Linked DNA regions of Oryctolagus cuniculus: region 1 is linked to region 2. Evidence: chromatin contacts called from public Micro-C data. All regions are on one chromosome and are shown on one strand. The core of a region is the stretch at or near the end of the contact, and the rest is flanking DNA. Distances in the headings are between cores, read along the strand shown.

Region 1 (6,595 bases), core at 3,188-5,687, 130 kb before region 2:
AGCTCCCTCCTAATGTTCCTGGGAAAGCAGCAGAAAATGGCCCAAGTGCTTGGGCCTTTGCACCTACATGGGAGACCTAGAAGAGGCTCCTGGCTTCTGGCTTCAGCCTGGGCCAGCCCCAGTCATTGTGGCCATTTAGGGAGTGAACCAGCTGATTGAGGATCTCTTTCCCTCTTTGTAACTCTAACTTTCAAATACATAAATTTTAAAAAAATCCAACTTAAAAATGAGCAACCTGTATGTACTATTGGTGGGACTGTAAATTGGTATAACTATTATGGAAAACATCATGAAGTTTCCTCAAAAAATTAAAAATAGAACTACGTGGTGATCCAGCAATCCCATTTCTAGATATACTTGTATATTCAAAAGAATTGAAAGAAGGGTCATATAGAGATATTTGCACATTCATGTTAATACCATAATTATGGGGCTGGTGCTGTGGCACAGTAGTTAAAGCCATTGCCTGTGGCGCCAGCATCCCATGTGGGCATTGGTTCGAGTCTCAGCTGTTCCACTTTTTTAAAAAAATTTAATTAGTTTTTTTAAAAAGATTTATTTATTTACTTGAAAGTCAGAGAGAGGAGAGGCAGAGAGAGAGAGAGGTCTTCCTCTGCTGGTTCACTCCCCAGCTGGTCGCAACGGCTGGAGCTGCGCCAATCTGACGCCAGGAGCCTGGAATTTTTTCCAAGTCTCCCACGCAGGTGTAGGGGCCCAAGGACTTGGGCCATTTTCTACTGCTTTCCCAGGCCATAGCAGAGAGCTGGATTGGAAGTGGAGCAACCAGGTCTCAAACTGGTGCCCATATGAGATGCTGGCACTTCAGGCCAGGGTGTTAACCCGCTGTGCCACAGCACCGGCCTCAAGCTGTTCCACTTCTGATTCAGATCCCTATCTGGGAAGGCTGCAGAGCCTGGGGCCCTGCCACCCATGTGTGAGACCCAGAGGAGGCTCCTGGCTCCTGGCTTCATATCAGCACAGCTCCGGCTAGTGTGGCAACTTGGGGAGTGAACTGGGGCTTGGAGGATCTTTATCTCCTTCTCTCTGTAACTCTGCCTTTCAAATAAATCTGTTTTAAAAATTGCTTTATTAAAAAATACCATGATTATACACAATAACTAAAAGGTAGAAGCGACCCAAATGTCTACCGACAAATGAATAAAGAAAACGTGGTGGGGCTGTTGCTGCAGCGTAGCAGGTAAAGCCTCCGCCTGCAGTATTGGCATCCCATATGGCCTCAGGTTTGAGTCCTGGCTGCTCTCCTTCCAATCCAGCTATGCTATAACTTTGGAAAGCAGTGGAAGATGGCCCAAATCCTTGGTCCCCTGCATCTGTGTGGGAGACCCGGAAGCAGTTCTTGGCTCCTGGTTCAGATCAGCTTGGCTCCAGCTGTTGTGGTGATTTGGGGAGTGAACCAGCAGATGGAAGACTTTCTCTCTCTCTCTCTCTGCCTCTCAAATAAATAAATCTTTTTAAAAAACTTTAAAATGTGGTATATACATGCAATAGAAAATTATTTAGCTTTAAAGAGAAGGAAACATTGTCATATTATGTAACACAGTTGAACCTTGAGGATATTATGATCAGTCAAATAAGGCAGTCACAAAAAGATAACTACTATTTGATTCTACTTATAAGATATATTTGGGCAAAACCATGTAGACTGAAAGTAAAATGGTTACCAAGGGCTGTGGGAGGGGGAGGTGTGAGAAGTGTCTAATGAGTATGAAGTTTCTCCTTTTACAAGACAAAATAATTCTAGAGATTGTTCAGAAAAATGTGAACATATTTATAACACTGAGATGTACACTTAGAGCTAAGATAGTAATTTTTATGATACTTTTATCTGAAAGGCAAAGAGGGAGAAGGTGGAGGGGGGGGGAGAGGGATCGTCTACCTGCTGATTCACTTCCAAATGGCAACAGCTAGGACTGAGCCAGACTGAAGCCAGAAGCTTCTTCTGAGTCTCCCACATGGGTGTAAGGACCCAATTACTTGAGCTATCCTCTGCTGCTTTCCCAGGTGAATTAGCAGGGAGCTGGATCACAAGTGGAACAGCTGGGACTTGAACTGGTGCCTATATTGGATGCTGGCACTGCAGGTTGGGGCTTTTACTCACTGAGCCATAGCACTGCCCCCTCCATACATTTTTTTTTAAGAAAAAAAAAAAAAACCTGGGACACAGTCTTAGACTTTACTCTTTGCCTCACATTAATTCACTCCCACTACTTCAATAACTAGAGCCCCAAAATGGGGTGAGGACTAAAAGCTTGAATAGACAATTCTCCAAAGATGATCCACAAATTGGTCAAACACATGAAAAGTGGCTAATATCATTAGTCATTAGGGATATGCAAATGAAAACTACAATGTATTACCATACAACATTCATTAGCATGGCTAGAAAAAAAATAAAGAAAAAGAACAAGTGTGTTGGCCAAGATGTGGAGAAACTGGAGCCCCCATGGGTTGTTGGTGGGAATGTAAAATGGTTATATCCACTGTGAAAGTTTCACAATTTTTCCAGGATTTAAACATAGAATTAGTATATGATGCAGCCATTTCACTCCTAGGTATATACCTACATACACTGAAAACATGAATTCAAACATAGCTACACTATTTGCCAAAGTCAAAAGGTAGAAAAAGCTGAAAGGTCCATCAAATTGTGGTCTAATCATAAACAGTGGAAAATTATTGAACCATAAAAAGGAATGCAGTAGCGATACATGCTACAACATGGATGGACCTCAAAACATTAGAAGACACATACAAAAGGTCACATAATAGTCCATTTATATGAAATATATAGAATAGATAAAACCATAGGTATAAACACAGATTGGTGTCTGCAAGTAGCTGCTGGAAATAAGCCCCATGCTTAAGGGGCATGGGGTTTTCTTTCAGGGTAAGGAAAATACTTTGGAACTAGATAACTGCAATGGTGGCTACATAAAATTGTGAATGTATTAAGTGTCACGGACTTGTTCACTTTAAAATGATTAATTTTACATTGAGTCAATTTTAGAACAAAAATTACATAAAAGGCTTTAAAAAGTATCATTTTAGCAAACATTCTATGAATTAATGTAAGTTAATCAAACAGGATTCAGTAGAATCAACTTTGAACGCAAAGCAGGTCTAAATTCAAAACTTTGTAGTAAAGCAGATGGTATGCAAAAGTCTTGGAAAATAAACATTATTTTGTTTATATAATGTAGTTACATTTTTCTTGAAAATAAAATATGGAGAAAATACGTAATAGACAATAAATATTGCTTCCTTCAGTGTACTCATCAAGACTGTGGGCTTGAGTTAGATCACCTGGGTCCCCAACCTGCTTCTCCCAGAAATGTTCTAGAGGAATAATCAAATGCACCTTCTCTCTCCCACATCTTTCTGTACTACTAAGAGTTGCATCACTGTCATTTGAAGATTTACTAAGGGATGAGTGTTGTCTTGTGAGTTAAGCCACCATTTGGAATGCCTGCACCCCATCTCAGTGATTGGATCTAGTCCCCATCTTCACTTCTGATCTAGATTCCCTCTAATGCAACCTGGAGGCAGCAGATGATGGCTCAAATGCTTGGGCTCCTGTCACCCACAGGTGAGACCCCAGTGGAGTTCTGGTCTGGGCTTCAGGCTGGCCCAGACTTGGTTATTACAGGCATTTGGGAATTGAATGGAAAACTTTCTATCACTCTTTCGAGTAAATAAACATTTTAAAAAATATTTACTAGTCCTTTCTCACTATGCATCAAGCATCTGGGTGTGTCCGGGTATACTAAAATTGTCATCTAGTAGAGAAGGTAGACCATAAATAACACATTTACGTTTCATGATTAAGTACCACATAGAACAGCACTGTATTAGCCAATTAGTATGTGTGTTTTGGGTAGTGTGGTTGGGAAAGGTGTCTCTTACGAGGCTGCATTTAATATGAAAGACCGCCATGGCTTTAACGACGGTCAAAAGGCCAGTTAGAAACTGTTTACAGTTTGAGGCCCTGGCAAAGGTTTTGGACAGTATTTCACTGATATTTGATGCATTTCCAGTAGGGCAGTGATACTACTTTCCGTTTTTGAAAGATCGTAGAGACAACAGAGAAAGCAGGGAGACTTCAGAAGACATATGACGGTTCCGTGGACTTGGCGTAACCGCGGTTGTTGGCACGGGCGACAGACGACTGAGGTGGTCATTTTGTGATAGTCCGGTCCTGTCCTTCTACTCTTGGGTTATCGGATGCAGTGGCCGGGACTCAGCTGGGGCGCGGCCACGGAACAGCTAAAAGGCACAGGACAGCGCAGAAAATACTACTTACTGAAAGGATTATCTCTTACAACTAAACGTCGGCTCGCCTCACCAAACCTTTGCGAACGCCACAACTTCTTACTCAACGCTCGCGGAGTTCGCGTCTCTAGCGCCAACTAACCCCCCCACCGGAAGTCCCGCCCACTTACACTCACTTCCGCCACACCAGCCGTCTGTTCATCTCGCGAGAACGGAAAGTGCCTATGTGATCTAAGCTAAGCGGAAGTCGGGCCTCTTTCCCCTGGCGCCTCCGAGGCGGTCAGCTGCTTCAAAATGAAGGTAGGTCGGGGTTGTGGGTGTTGAACTAGCTTTGAGGTACTTGCATCGAGCTCCAGAATTCTGCTTTGTCGCGGTCCCAGCTCTTCAAGATACTGTCCCTTGTTGGAGAAGGGTCTGAGGCAGGGGAAAAACTTGTACTTGTGGAAAGAGAGCTCACTGGGCGAGCGGATGACGACTGATTGCGGCTGGAGTCGCGCCGGGCTGGGAGCGCCATGGTGGCGATCTCGCGCCCAGCCTGGGCTGAAGCAGGCGTTTTTCCCAGTTTGCGGCTGCCCTTTCGTGCGGCTCTTGATCTTCGCCACCTAGATCATATTTCCTGGTGGAGCGGGTGAACGGCAGCGGAGCGCCCTCGGCCGCGGAGCTGCCCCGCGGGACTAGAGAAAACGTGGCTTACCTAGAGTGGTGCTTGCTGGGTGTTAACTATGCTTACTAGTGATTCTTTAAAAAGTGAAACCGGCATTTCACATTTCTGCCGATTGTTTGAGGGTGACTTGAAGGGCGTTTTGCAATGAATGACTGTTGTGGGAGGCTCTAAATTATCTAACATAGGCGACTTGCTAAGCTTTTTCCTCCTTTTTAATCTGCAGCTGAATATCTCCTTCCCAGCCACTGGCTGCCAGAAACTCATCGAAGTGGACGATGAACGTAAACTTCGTACTTTCTATGAGAAGCGTATGGCCACAGAAGTTGCTGCCGACGCTCTGGGTGAAGAATGGAAGGTAAAAATTAACGGGTTGTTGCAGCTATTTTAGTGAGAGACCGTGAATGATATTGACAATTCAGACTACAGAGTTCTGTAGTCTGACTTAGGTGGGTCATTTCAGAATGTCACCTTGCAAAGGGGAGCTGTCACCTGTAAAGGTTGTGTAGTAAGTTACACTGCAAAATAAAGCTGAAGTTACATAGGCTTGATTCCCTGGATTATGCACGGAAGCAAACGTCAAATAGTCCGCTGTCCTGATAGTACTTAGGGGGTATTTTTTAAATGCTATGTTTTTGTTCTTAGTGGCGTTTCTAGTAAAACAGTCTAGAAATGTGAACTGGAAAGGAATTTGCTAATTGAACTTGGCAGTTTAGCAGCTAGAGAAAATACTGCTACTTGTTGAGTACCTCCAATTAGACTTAAAACAAATTTCACTCCCTACAATTGGAGTGTGCTAAGGCTTCTAATTCTTCGTTTTTAAATTTGGAGTAGAAACAGTAACTGTGTCATTGTGTTCCTGCAGGGTTATGTGGTCCGGATCAGTGGTGGGAATGATAAACAAGGTTTTCCCATGAAGCAAGGTGTCTTGACCCATGGGCGGGTCCGCCTGCTGCTGAGTAAGGGGCATTCCTGTTACAGACCAAGGAGAACTGGAGAAAGAAAGCGCAAATCAGTTCGGGGCTGCATTGTCGATGCCAATTTGAGTGTTCTCAACTTGGTTATTGTAAAAAAAGGTGAGAAGCATGTATGTTGCTTAAGTTTGATGTTTGTGGAAAGTGAACTTTTTCATTTCAAGGAGCTCCGTTTTGACAGAGGAACTTGTCTACCAGTACAGTTACAAGTGATCAATATAGGATAAACATGCCAGTTTGGGATTCTTAATTATGAGGAGGTTGTTGAGTTAAACTTTGTTCACTTATCTCTTCTAAGGAGAGAAAGATATTCCTGGATTGACTGATACCACGGTGCCTCGTCGCCTGGGTCCTAAAAGAGCCAGCAGAATTCGTAAACTTTTCAATCTTTCTAAAGAAGATGATGTACGCCAGTATGTTGTAAGAAAGCCCTTAAACAAAGAAGGTAGGAGGGATTATACAATTTAGGGCTTAATTTTTTTCATGGGCAGATAGTGTATGTCAGATAAAATTTGTGCCTTATATTGGAGCATTTGCACTTCTGAATTTTTAAGCAGGTGTCTTACACACTAGGTATTTATCCTTGTTTATATTCAATGCTGTGTTTTGGGGGCCTGAAGTCACAAGAATGATCAGATATTGTGGGGTTGTGACTGCAAGTGTTCTCACA
Region 2 (6,557 bases), core at 1,356-3,855:
ACAGCATACACTGAACGAAGTGCTATTTACCAAAGTCATCCAACACATATACAACCAGCTCACTAAAATCAGTAACACAAAAGATTAGACCTATAATCACAATCAACTGTTTTGCAAAATGCTAAAGAGATAACAAAGAAAAGAAATATAGGGGCCAGCTCTGTGGCATAGTGGGTAAAGCATCCGCCTGCAGTGCTGGTATCCCATATGGGCACTGGTTCGTATTCCGGCTGCTCCACTTCTGATCCAGGTCTCTGCTGTGGCCTGGGAAAGCAGAAGATGGCCCAAGCCCTTGAGCCCCTGCATTTGTGTTAGAGACCAGGAAGAAGCTCCTGGCTCCTGGCTCCTGATCAGCACAGCTCCTGCCACTGCAGCCATTTGGGGAGTGAACCACCGAATGAAAGACTCTCTCTCTCTGCCTCTGCCTCTCTGTAAATCTGACTTTCAAGTAAAATAAACACATCTTTAAAAAAAAAAAAAAAAGGAAGAAATGTAGACTAAATGGCAGAAAAACCTTTGCCATTACCAGAAATGGGAGTCAAACAAACCTATATGAGAAGTAGATCATGTACATGAATACAATTCTAAGTCCATTTCTGAGTCCCCAGTCTCACGCCAAGAAGGTAGTTTATCAACAATTTAATAGTTACACAAAGAATAGAGTGTGGGGGTCAGCCTTGTGGCACATCTGGAACTCCCATGTCCCATATCAAAACGCTGGTTTGAGTCCAGGTTACCCAGCTTCTAATCTAGCTTCCTACTAACTGCATCAGCAAAGCAGTGGTTGATGGTCCAAGCACTTGGGTTCCTGTCACCTTATGTGTGGGAGGCCTGGATGGAGTTCCTGATTCCCGGCTTCAGCCTGGCTCAGCCCCAGCTGTTGGGGGCATTTGGGGAGTGAACCAGTGAATGAAAGCACGCGCGCTCTCTCTGCCTTTCGAATTAAAAAGGAAAGAAAGAAAAAACCTTTTTAAAGAGGGTAGACAATATTGGCTTTTTCCTTCCATAGGTAACCTTTAATGCACAGAGATTAAGTTTTTCTTTCGCAATTTTGCGCTTTCCATGAACAGAAAAAAAAATTCTGCATTTTGTATAGCTTAATACAAGTGACCATCTGAAATTAAGTATTTCCTGAGAACTTAGCGCCTTAGCGCTGACGCCTTTCTCAGTCTTACTATGCCCTTCACCCTGTGAACAGGGAGACAAGAGGGAAGAGCTATTCCTACCGTAAATTGGGTCTGAGAAGAAGCCTTAACATGGGTTTGCACACAATTAAACAAGCTCAGGGGGTCAGTTTCTCAGGCTACAATGCTTGACAATCTCCGCTGGAGGCACAAGCACACAGACTGGAGATGACACTTTCCCTCCCATCTGCACAAGTAACTTCGGTAACTGCCTTCAGTTTTCCCGTGTGAAACAAGCACACAATGGGGGAGGGGGGGCACTATTTAAAAACTGGGTCATTCCTTATTTGTTCTGGTGAAGCACGGTCTTGGGGAGGGAAAAGGCCTGTGAAGCGGAAAAGGGGGAGAAAAAAAGAACTGACAGCATCCCCAGTGCAGAAAAGTTACAGCTCTACAGGAGTCAGCACTAGGGGCTCAAGACTTAATTTCTGTTTAGTTACTCCCAACTTGAATGGAACCCGCCTCGCTAAAAGTCACCCCCAACAAAGAAGCCCTGACGTTCGGCCACCGTAAGGCTGAGTGGAAATGCCCTCAATTCACCTGCGACACCTGCCCTGGCCCCTGTTCTCTACTCTCTCCCCACCCCCTCGCTGCTCCGCGCGAGCCCCTCGGTCTCCAAAGGCCCCCCACCCGCTCCAACTTCCCGACCACTCGGGCCCAACTCCCCCGTGGGAACCCCGTTCCCGCCCCTCCCCGCCTAGGCGGCCGCGGCCCCCCCACAGTCCCTCGGGCCCAGTTCGGTCGCGCTCGAACGCAAGAGGTTCTCAGGGGCCCGGGAGACAGCGCGAGCAGGCCCTTCCTGGAGCAGCCTCGCTCCCACCACATCCCGCAGGCTCCGGGGACTCCCCACCCTCCGGAAACTGGGGAGAAAGTAGGCCGGGGACGCGAGCCCCCGCAACTCCCCGCCTCCTTGGCGACCCCCCGCGGACCGGTCACTCGGAGCCCAGCCCCCGAGTCGCTACCTGCCCCGCGCCCTCACTGCCTCGGAGCGCGGCCCGGCGCCGCAAACTCACCTGCTGCCTGCTCCTCACTCAGCGCCACCGCGACGCAGCTTCTTCCTGGGGCATGAAAGCGCGGGTTCGCGGCCTGGGCGCCCTCTGCACGGCAGGGTAGGGCGGAGGACTTGCTCCGACCGCCGCCGCCAGGGTCCGTATGCGCCTGCGCCGCCTCGCGGGCCGAGTCCCCAGGGGCGCCGCCTGCAAAGAGGGGTAACGGCCGGCAGCGCTAGCCCAGACCGACGCCTCGGACTCGGGGAGCCGGGCCGTGCGGGCGGCGCGTTATCTAGGAGCTGCGGGTGGTGCGGCCGTCCCGGGAGTTGACCGCCATGTTTCTGTTCCCTTTTTCTTTTTTTCTCCCCCTCCTTCCGCCCCTTTCCACAGAACAGCACTTTCCTCCCCCCTCCCTCTCCCTTTCCTACTGCGGGGGCGGGTGGAAAGGGCGTGGGGGAGGGGAGGAGGAGGCGGGGGCGGGGCAGCGCTCGGGTCCCGCCTCCAAGGCGCGCCGAGGCCGCACGGCCGCTGCCCCCGCCTCCCCGCGCGAGCCTTCGCCGGGACCCCCGGCCGCGCGGTCCCGACCCAGGCAGCTCGCGAGCCGGTCCTGCGCGTTGGCGCGGCTGGTCAGGCAGAAGCCGCTGAGGAGAAAGCTCTGAGGGCGCTGCCAGCACCCCTTCCTGCAGGGCCCGGACTCTTCGTGTGATGTGGGTTTATTGGCTTGGCCTTAGGCAGGTGGCGGCAGCTCCTCCTCGGGGTTTTCAAAGACAGAGAAAGTGACGCCGAGCGGCTCAGGGCCACCAGGAGAATGCAGAAAGAGACGTGAAGTTTCCTTCCCAGACTGGGAGTGAATTCCCAGCACGGCTCTGTGGAGGGGTGCGCCAAGCCTGAGGGAGACCCTGCGGCCTCGCGCTGCCCGAGGTCCCGTCCCGGTGCAGCGCCCCTGTCCTCGGCGGCTCTCGGTTTCGCTGCTTAAGCTGAGATTTCGGAATGGGCGTCCAAACGTGGAAAGCGCTCATTAACTACTCAGCTGTCTCCTGCCTCCTTATCTACTCATACTCACGCAGTCTTTTCGCCGTAATGCAAATTTCCCAAAATGTTTTTGACAGTATTTTTAATTTATAGCTCTTCGGGAAGAAATACATGATTTAAAATGCAGCTTTTTTTTTTTTTTTTCCATCCTGGCCAAAAAACTTGGCGAGTAACTTCACAGATTCATGGCAGGTCAAAATTTGTGACTGACTGGTGAGTATTGTCATCATAAATGATCATTTCCCTGAAAATGATTGTCTCCTTGTATTTGCTGAAAAGTGAGATTAAACCTGGTTCCCAAGTGCCCTTTTGTCACTTTATTTTTGAAGTTTGTTTCATATGTAGATAACTTGAGCTCTTTATTCAGCTCTTTATTCAGTTAGCAGTCAAAATTAAGAAGTGTACACTAATAGAAATAAGGCTTATTTAATAATAGTTTGGAGTCATTTGGGGATCCCTGGAAACCATCATTGATATTGACAATTGGGACAGCAGATGTTTTAAATAGGATCTAATTAGGGCCATTTTTTCCTGGCACAGCCGTTCAAGCTGCACTTATCAAACAGCCCATCAGGTATTGGAGTAGGTGCATTTCTGATCCAGCTCTGCAAATGCACCTGTGAAAGCAGCAGAGGATAGCTGTGTATCTGGGTCCCAACCACCGATGTGGGAGGCCTGATGGAGTTCCTGACTCCTGTCTGGACCAGGTGCTATGGTAGCCATTTGGGAACTAAACCAGAGGAAGTAGATAGACCCACCCAGTCACTTTGACTTTCAAATAAATAAATCTTTAATTAAAAAAAAAGACAAAACAAGGATATGATGCTTTAAAATTTAGGTTGCCCGTTTTTTCAAAGTATAAACTAATAATTTTAAAATATTTAATACATCAAGATTTCTTAATAGGTGCATGTCATTAATACTCAGGGCTTGGGAGTTGGTTTTTTTGTTGTTGTTGTTGTTTTGCTTTTTTGCTTTTTAGAAGTTTGTTTTTATTTGAAAGGCAGAGCAAGGGGCAGGAATGGATTTTCCTATCCACTAGTTCACTTCCCAGATTCCTGCAACATCCAGGGCAGAACCAGACTACAGACAGGAGTGGGAACTTACATTGAACCTTCCACATGAGTAACAAGGAACCCAAGTACTTGAGCCATCACTTGCTGCTTCAAGATGCGCCATTAGCAGGATGTTGGAAGCTGGATCCAAAGGAGCCAGACCTCCAACCCAGGCATTCCAGTATGGGATACTGGCATCCCAAACAGCATCTTAATAGTTACAGTACCACAGCACCCACCCCGGGTTTTTTTGCTTTTCTACTCACAAAAATGAAAAATGAGAGAAGCCAGTATGTCCTATTTGAATTTTCTCACTTTACAATGTACGATTTGAGATTTAAATTATTTTTCCTATTTTAATTGCCTTATAGATTTACCATAAATTGTCATTGCCATTTTCTACCAGAATCTCATAGAATGGACCTGTATGTCTAGGGGCTAGTTTCTCAGCTGAGGTGAGAAATATAAGTGACCAATTGGGTTTCTTGATTCAGCAACCTTTTCAACTTTACAGTTACCTACCTAGAGCTGAAATAAGTTTGTTATAATTTTTAATATCTAAACAATTGACTATCTAAAAAGTGAGAGGGCAGCTGGAGATCCCAATAACAACAAAATTGGTTTTTGTTTTTGTTTTGTTTTTTTTGACAGGCAGAGTGGACAGTGAGAGAGAGAGACAGAGAGAAAGATCTTCCTTTGCCATTGGTTCACCCTCCAATGGCCGCCACGGCCGGCGCACTGCGCTGATCCGAAAGCAGGAGCCAGATGGTTTTCCTGGTCTCCCATGGGGTGCAGGGCCCAAGCACTTGGGCCATCCTCCACTGCACTCCTGGGCCACAGCAGAGAACTGGCCTGGAAGAGGGGCAACCGGGACAGAATCCGGTGCCCCAACCGGGACTAGAACCCGGTGTGCCGGCGCCGCAAGGCAGAGGATTAGCCTATTGAGCCGAGGCGCCGGCCAACAAAATTGTTTTAATCCATGGGTGGGTGTTGTGGTACAGCAGATTCAGCCATTGCTTGCGACACCTACTACATCCCAAACAGGAGTGCCAACTACTTAGCTTCTGACTGAGCTTCTTACTAATGTACCAGGGAAAGTGGGAAAGCAGCAGATGACCATGGCCCCAGAGGTTCCCTACCATCCACATGGGAGACTTGCATGGAGTAACTTCAGCCTGGCCCATCTTCAGTGGTTTAGGCATTTGGGGAGTGAACCAGCAGATGGAAGATCTGTCTTTCCTGTCTGTTACTCTGCCTTTCAAATAAATAATTATTTTTGTAAAACTGTTATAGTCATTATAGTATCAAGTTTTTTTTTTTTTTAAGATGTATTTATTTGAAAGGCAGAGTGACAGAGAGGCAGAGGCAAAGAGACAGAGAGAGGTCTTCTATCCACTGGTTCACTCCCCAGATGGCCACAACAGCCAGAGCTGTGCTGATCTGAAGCCAGGAGCTTCTTTCTGGTCTCTCACTCTGATGCAGGGGCCTGAGGACTTGAGCCATCTTCCACTGCCTTCCCAGGCCATAACAGAGAGTTGGATTGGAAGTGGAGCAGCCGGTCTCAAACCGGCGCCCATATGGGATGCCGGCACTGCAGGCAGTGGTCTCACCCACCACACCACAGCACGACCCCAGTATCACAGTTTCACTTGAGCCTATCTAGATAAAAGAATGCATGGGAAGAATCTCTCAGCCTATTGAAGAAGGAATATGAACATTCTGCTAAAAAGCTCCTTGCTGTTTTCTGCCTGGTCATAGTCATTGCCGTCTTGAGTACTTCAGTGTACTCAGAACTTCTAAACATTTCCTTGTAAGGACAGGGGTCACATATATGTGTTCACTTGTCATATTCTCGTCTGGATGCAGAGTAAATCCAGTATGTTAGCCCAATATATTACCATATATTGTCTCTCAGACAGTAACTGAGAGATCTACTGGCATAGATCAGTCTGTGCTTCCCTTCTTCCACTCCATCCTTAGGCAAGTTACCTAACCTTTTCCCATCTGTAAAGTGAGAAAAATGATATTTATAAAGAATTAAGCTAATTATAGTAAGCTCTAAATATTAAATAGGCCAGGTCAGTAATCAATATTCAACACATGTGATAGGCAGCCTCTCATTATGGTTTGTCTTCTGGTATTTATGCCCTGTGTAATCCCCTTCCACTGAGTGTGCGGTAGACTTATTGACTGGGTGCTCCACTTCCAATCTGGCTTCCAGCTAATGTGCTTGGGAAAGCAGCAGCAGGATGGCCCAATACTTGGGACCCTGCCACCCAAGCCTCTGTCTCAGCCTT

The links. A called contact is a pair of places that touch in the nucleus more often than the background predicts.
Region 1: a Micro-C map of ear pinna shows a contact between it and region 2, with 4 times the contacts expected there. The contact joins the promoter of LOC100338112 here to the promoter of DENND4C in region 2. A contact is called at or near these places in 2 of 6 Hi-C or Micro-C datasets (ear pinna and an unstated tissue).

What each region holds. Positions count from the first base shown.
Region 1 is chr1:182,316,295-182,322,889 of mOryCun1.1, reverse strand. LOC100338112 (small ribosomal subunit protein eS4-like) reads right to left here and starts at 4,437. Exons shown (of 2, transcript XM_017341018.3): 1 at 4,322-4,437. It overlaps RPS6 (ribosomal protein S6), which reads left to right and starts at 4,451. Exons shown (of 6, transcript XM_002708080.5): 1 at 4,451-4,590; 2 at 5,178-5,309; 3 at 5,817-6,027; 4 at 6,224-6,370. The coding sequence starts at 4,585.
Region 2 is chr1:182,181,723-182,188,279 of mOryCun1.1, reverse strand. DENND4C (DENN domain containing 4C) reads right to left here and starts at 2,605. Exons shown (of 31, transcript XM_070052793.1): 1 at 2,198-2,605.